Regions from separate parts of the Mus musculus genome. Here region 2 is linked to region 1. Evidence: chromatin contacts called from public HiChIP or PLAC-seq data. All regions are on one chromosome and are shown on one strand. Each heading gives the region's core, a stretch centred on a gene start, on an enhancer-like site or on the middle of the called end of the contact. The rest is flanking DNA. Distances are from core to core; before and after follow the strand shown.

Region 1 (3,449 bases), core at 566-3,065:
GACATTCTCCAGAGAAAGAAGACAGGCCATAGAAGGAGAGAACAAGTGTACAGTGAAATAATAAAATGGGCAGAGACTTGACTAGACTATCATTTAAGATGCACAGATGACAACTTGGCAGCCAGTAGTGGATGTAAGGGAGAGCCACAGAGACACTGCCCATGCCTGAGTACAAGGCTGGCTAGCATAGGCAAAGGCAGTGGACTCCTATGTGGTATTGGAGAGGGCACAAAAAAAAAAAGATGAGAAGGAGCCAAGCATGGTGGCACACATCTATAATCCCAAATTTGAGAGGCTGAGGCAGGAGGATTGTCACAAGATCCAGTTGAGACCTTCATGGTCTCTACACTGCTAGATCTTGTCTCAACAAACAAACAAACAAATAAACAAACAAATAATCAAACAAACAACCTTTTAAAAAAGTATGACTTCTTTTGGAAGTGAGCTGGCATTTTTTGAGAAACACCTGCTATATGACCTGGTCATCAGAGGTAGCCACCCAAGAAAAAGTCAAAATAGATGTCCATAAAACTACTTGTCCACAAACAGAGAAGCCTTTATCTGGCAATTATCTGCACTTAAGACATGGTTAAATCTCCAGCTGATCGCACTGATTGAAAGATGCTAGACAACAGAGAGAACACTCTGTGTGGTGCTGCTTTAAAGTCTAGCAAATCCAAAGTATTGTTGGCAAATGAAAGCAATTAATTGCTGCCTAAGAACCAGGCTTCAGGTGATTCTGGGACTGATGGGTTTGCTCTTCATGTTGTGACAGCTTTCATGAGTGTGCACATAAATTAAAGCATTTATATTTAGATACATGTAGCTTACTGAATGTCACTATAAAGTCTCCTAGATAGTCTATTATCTTGTAAGACTTTAAATAGCTGACCTAATATCCCTCCAGATTCCACAGTTGAGAATTTGGTTCCTTCACACACATATAGAGAATTATGGGGGCAAGGGGCATAAAAAACAAAAAACAAAAAAAAACCCCAAACAAACCCGATTCTAGATCCAAATCAGGCATCAAGACTCTTAAAGTCCATGTGTCAAAGCCCTGCTGCATCCCCACACTTCACTGAGCTAGGGGGCAGCACAGCAGAGGACTACTCAGAGGACTAGAGAGCAAAGCTCTCATGGTTGTGTTTCCAGTTGTTTAGTTACAGTCCCAGCTGACCTGTGCTATCTCCAAGGGCAGCGGATAACTTACCATTTATCAATGCACTTCTGACAGAAGCTGTGAGCACAGGGCAGGATGAGGTCAGCTCGCCCGTCCATGCAGATACAACACTCCTCCTCATCAGTCAGCTGCTTCACCCTGAGTGTGACGACAACGGAGCTGGACAATGGCAGTCTCTGTGCACTTGCTTCCTACTTTGTCTCACTGCCTTACAAAGCACCAGCAAACACCCACAGTATAAATCACACAATGACTAATGTGCAGAGCAAAGCCAGACCAAAATGACCATCTTTTGGGCATAGCAAATCTATTAGGGAAGAAACACTGATGTTAAGTTTCTAAAGACTATAAAAGATAAACCCTGTACAGGTTAAAGAAAACTAAATCTGAACAAAAACTGCAAACTCAAGTCTTTCCGAAATAACTCAGTCCATTTTAGGCATACTGAATTTACAGGAAATCAACCAGTATATAATGTACTTGCCATAAGGGACACATGGATGCCTCTTCCTCAGGGCCTTACAGTGGCCCTGCAGTATTGGAGAGAAATGGCAGGAGTGGCCTAAGTATCAGACTCCAGAGAAAACACAGAAGGGCTGGAGCACAGCTCCAACTTAGGGAGCTTGGAGAGAGAGCCTTCGCTGACTCGCTGACACTGGCTTGGAGCCAGCGCCACAGGAGCCCTGCTCATTTGCTCATGGAGTTTAGTCAATTCCAACTCCAGCAGCTCAGCTTAAAATATCCATTTCCTTCTGCTCTCAAAACCAACTTCTCCCTCAATTAAATGATTTAAAAATTGCATACAGCTGTTCCATGGTTAGTCACTCCATAGGTTAGCTTTTTTAATGTAATGTTTCCAAAAGTGATTTTCAATGTTTTATTCTTTGAGCTTTCCCGTTGTTTAAAACTGAATGTTTCAAAGTATAGTCCCACTCTCCTTAAGGGTAGGAGCTGTGTCTCATATAATTTCCATTCCCTGCTATAATTACAGCACAGCATGAAAGTCGGCAATAGCACTTGGAACTTGTTGACCTGAAATAAATAAGTGTCAAATGTACAGCACGAACAGTATGTGCCAAGTCAAGTAAGTACTTTAGGAAACGTGAGAGGAAAAAAAAATCACAGGACTTTGACAGATCATAAAGTAAGTCATGGAGGCATAAAAGAAAACATGAAACCTGTGTGTGTGTGTGTGTGTGTGTGTGTGTGTGTGTATGCATGTGTGCATTTGTGTGCATGTGCGTGTGTAAGGCTGCATGATGCTCATGAGTTAAACCGAGAGGAAAAGACTGATTATATAGCAAAGACAATCTGATTTTTTAATGTCAAAATACTAACTCTGAACTTGCTCTAACAGACAAACTCGAGGCAGCATGAGCTCCTGCTGATACAGGACTTCAGAAGTTAACTGAGTGGAGAGCAAGGGCAGTTGACAGTGAGGGAAACCAGGTAGAACCTCGTCTCACAGTGCTCCTGAGGCAGCTGGGGCTGGATTAAGGAGCATTACTACGGACATACCATTAAGGTCAGGTAACAGATTCATGTTTGCTTCTGTTGTGGAGAAAAGCATGCCCATTGAATTGAAATAGTGAAATGGGTGAAAACCTACATGCATATGGCTCTGATATGTGTGCTCACACATACATTTGTGTATCCACACATATACACAATACATCAGTCACATATAAATAAACATATCAACACCTATATACATATCTAACATTTTAATGCCTTTTCAGATCCACTGACTTAGCATTTCTGCTTTGGGGCTTCAAATTTTCACCTGAGGGTGTCAGGGACAGAAAATACAACAGACTCCCCAAAGAGTGACAGAGTGTTCTGACAGGAAAGTTTCAGAGTTGGGAGCAGATGACTATATAAAAACAGCACTGTAGCCCGAGAAGAATGAGACAGAGACTGCTGGAGGAAGGTACTCCATGCCCACACTGTCTGCTACCTTTCCAGCACCACGGGGACAGGACAGCCACTCGATGCTCCTAAGGTACGGAGAACCACGTGAACAAAGGCTGGAGACACTTACTGTGGAGAGCAAGGCTCAATGGAAATTTGAGGAGTTTTCAAACATTTGAAGGGCAGAAGAGATCACACTTGTTGGGTAGAATTCCAGAGGGCATGGCCTCTGCACTCAAGGGCACTCTAATGATTTACTAATAATGGTGACAGGTAACTCGCCCACACATACCGCTGTGTGTCCCATCTATTAACTCAATTAACTGCCGACAGCCCTCTGGGGCACATGACATCG
Region 2 (3,449 bases), core at 283-2,782, 70 kb after region 1:
GAGGTTAACACTGGGCATGAGACAAGGCTTCTTACTGAAGCTGGATCTTGCTTCTTCAGCTAGACTGGCTGGTCAGAGAGGTCCTGGGATTTGCCTGCCTCCAATTCCTCAGAGCTGGAGTTACAGGCGCAAACCACCACGCTTGAGCTTTGTGTGGGTGCTGGGCATCCAAACTCTGGTCCCCATGCTTGCCCAGCCAGGGTTTGCACCCACCAGGCTGTCTCTTCACTCTGTATTTTATCTTTTTTTTTTTTTTTTGATGTTTATATTTCACGTGGATTGTAGTTTTTTCCTGATAGACTTCACTACACTGCTGAATCCAGTGATTTGTGTGGAAGATGCTAGGTTATTTCTTTGAAGATTTCCTGTGCCGAATTTTCCCCTTATGGATCACACGGCAAATGGATTGTAGGCTCTCTCCCATACCCCGTGTCTCAAACACTATCTACCGTGTTTTAATCACTGTATCCATTCAACTGCATTTTGGGTAACTCTCTCAAATCTTCCAGTCACAATGAACAGGTTAATATTCTGGAAGGGTGGTGCTCATCAGATCAGGAGGAAGAAAACTGGGGTCGTGTGCACACCAGTTCTTATGGGCTTCAGCCAGACGTGACTCGGCTCATCCACAAAGCTCTCCACAATGCCTGATCTATCTTCCAGGGAAGGTTTTCTCAACCTGTGGTCAAGACCCCTTTAGGGATCAACCAACCTTCAGGGGTTGCATATCAGATATCCCACATATCAGATATTTACATTATGATTCATTACAGTAGAAAATTACAGTTGTAAAATAGCAATGAAAATAATTTTATGGCTGGGGGTCACCACAACATGAGAAATCCTATTAAAGGAAGCAGCGTTAGTAAGGTTGAGAACCGCTGCTCCAGGAGGTGGAAAATAAGACAGGGGAGAGGAATTCAGAATACTGAGAAACCTCCTCTACCATGGTTATCACACCTACCGAGTCTCCCTCACCCCTGACCCCTTGTTTTGAGTTGTAGTTCTGTCATAACTGTTATTTGATCCTGTGTTTGCCATCTGCCTTTCCATGTCTCTGCTGATTTTAAAATTCTAATTACTTGACTATCTGGTATTCGTAAACACAATCTTATATTTGGTGGGTCTACTGATTTGTGTCCACGGTGGACTGTTCCATTGTGTATTTGCGCTGTGAACTCGTCTTCATCCAGGCCCTATGGAGGATTCTGTGTGTGCTGGTGCAGGGTGTGCCTCTCTGTAGCGGCTGACTGTGCTCCTGGAGATCTCCTCCCGATGTTCTTTCCAATTCCCCAGAGATTGCACCACTGTGGCTGTCATTCATGTACTTTCTCTATGAGGAAGGAGAGAGCATTTGTTCCTCCCAGGGTACAGGGGGAAAGAGGCAAGCTTCCACATTTGCTTTGCTGCTGGCTGGTGAGGGAGGCTTTTTATTCCCTGCAGAGATTCTACCTCAAGGCACAGTCCCTAGAAGGTCCTAGCCTTGCACACGGAGTTCATTGTCCACTCGGCGGGCACCAGGGCTCAAAGGTTGCTCTCAGCTAGTACTGAAAACGAACAGTTCCAGATAAGCAGGGCGGCTCTGGCTTCAGCAAGCCGCAGGGTCAGCGTGGTTTCAGTTCTCTTCTTGGTTCTGGCTGTTTCTTGTGGGCTCAGCTGTTCTTTTAGGTGCCTTGTTTTATTTTGTCCAGCAGGAAGTTTAAGCATTTTGGATAAAGGATTTTTAAGTTTTCTGGTCACCCCAAAAAGCAGAACCAGAAAAAATTCTCTATATGTGAAGAGTTCAAATACATTTCCAACCTTGTAGCTGGGATAATCAGAGAATTTACAAAATAAAAGGATAAATGTTTAACAAATGCACAGAAGGGCATCAAACTTTGAATCAAACAATTTATGAGATAAAACAATTTATGTCTATAAAATTATAAATATATTTCAGAAGAGAGAACAAGTTTGGCCATCAGTGTACTACAAATCTCAACCATTAGCATAACCCACTAAATGACCATGTCAATGAACTACTTGAAAATAGTTTATTTATAAATATTTACTTTCCTAATCTAGTAATGTTTTAATTTCATTAGCTTTTTAGTTAGTAAACAAAATAATACATTTTATTATAACCTTTTCACACATTATGTCATTCTACTAGGCTTATGTCTGCCCTCCTCACAGCCCTCCTGTCCCTTGCCCACTGGTCCCCTTTACCTCTACAAAGAGTCTCCCCTCTGTCAGCTAGTATTCATATTTCTAGAAGTTTGTTCAAGGGAAATAATCCAAAATGCAGATGATCAGCATGTTGCATGTTCCAAAAATGTGGTCTTTATGAGCAACTTATCTTTTAATCAGGGATATTTTATTTCACTATAAGTCTCAGTCATAGACAGACAGACTGCCAGAAGTCATGTAAAGGCTTTTTAAAAAATATGCTGTCCGGGACTGGAGAGATAGATTAGTGGTTAAGAAAACTGGCTGATCTTCCAGAGAACCTGGGTTCAATCCCCAGCACCCACATGGCGGCTCACAGCTGTCTGTAATTCCAGATTCGGGGGATTTGACACTGACGCACATGAAAAAAAAAAAAGATGTTGTTTGAGAATGGTCATAGCACAGCACACCTGCTCTATGTCTAGATTCACCAATGCTCGCCTCTCTGCAGCAGCCACAGTGGAGGAAGAGCTTGGAAAAACCAAAGTGGGACTAGATATCCCCAGCCCTTATTCTCTGGAGGATTTGGCTCTTGAAGCCCTTTGCTCTGGCTAGCACTTTCCCAGCCCCCAGACTGGGTCATGGGACTCTACAGAGCCCATCTCACCCAGGAGTCTGCTTATTGTATTTCCGGTGGGTGGGTGTGCTGTATGAACATGCTTGTGTGGCTATGTGTGGTATGTGAGGAGAATGTGCATATAGAAGCCAGAGTGTCTCCCTTTATTGCTCTCCATTGTATTTTCTGAGGCAGGACCCCTCACTGAACCTGGAGTTCACCATTCTCAAGACTAGCTAGCCAGCAAGCTTCGGGACCTACCTATGTCCTTTGTCTATCCTGCCCATGTCTGTGTGCCTACACTCCACATCAGTGACTTCAGGCCATGCCCAGAAAGCCATCCCCATCTACTCTCTCCTAGAGTAAACCAATCCTTTCCTTCTCTAACCTTTTACAGCCTGTGGCAGTGTCTTTCTCCTCCCTGGACACGACAACCCTCAGCCCAGTGCCACAGGCAACAAACTCTCAGGACAGATCTGATTTCATCTGATGGTCCCTGCGGCCTTTCTGCTGAGCTCAGAGTAGAGTAACTGGTGCTTGTCTGCTTCCTTTTCTTGTAGCACTAGGACTGGGGCTATGCCATTCAGGGCATACCAAAAGTGCTCAAAAAGCATCTTAGAATGGATGAATGAGACCCCTGGGTAACCGATGATCCCATAGAGCATAGCGAGAGACAGGCTCTTGT

What was found. HiChIP or PLAC-seq counts read pairs in DNA pulled down with a chosen protein or histone mark.
Region 2: a contact with region 1 is called in an H3K4me3 HiChIP or PLAC-seq map of bone marrow-derived macrophages, with 4 times the contacts expected there. The contact joins two enhancer-like sites. A contact is called at or near these places in 9 of 484 Hi-C or Micro-C datasets (bone marrow-derived macrophages, cerebral cortex, embryonic stem cells and 4 more), 9 of 115 datasets of contacts at active chromatin or transcription factors (the HPC-7 cell line, bone marrow-derived macrophages, cardiomyocytes and 5 more) and 2 of 9 other capture datasets (adipose tissue and liver).

What each region holds. Positions count from the first base shown.
Region 1 is chr7:110,820,041-110,823,489 of GRCm38.p6, forward strand. Rnf141 (ring finger protein 141) reads right to left here. Exons shown (of 6, transcript NM_025999.3): 5 at 1,214-1,321. Among named protein-coding and RNA genes, the nearest start is that of Rnf141, 23 kb to the right of the region's middle. Within about 2 kb of position 1,816, at least 81 of the 459 cell types and tissues checked have an H3K27ac peak or open chromatin away from gene starts, as enhancers often do. A contact at or near this core is called in adipose tissue, bone marrow-derived macrophages and cerebral cortex, where this site is marked.
Region 2 is chr7:110,890,314-110,893,762 of GRCm38.p6, forward strand. The region is part of intron 15 of Mrvi1 (MRV integration site 1); the gene reads right to left. Among named protein-coding and RNA genes, the nearest start is that of Gm16336, 13 kb to the right of the region's middle. Within about 2 kb of position 1,533, at least 56 of the 459 cell types and tissues checked have an H3K27ac peak or open chromatin away from gene starts, as enhancers often do. A contact at or near this core is called in adipose tissue, bone marrow-derived macrophages and cerebral cortex, where this site is marked.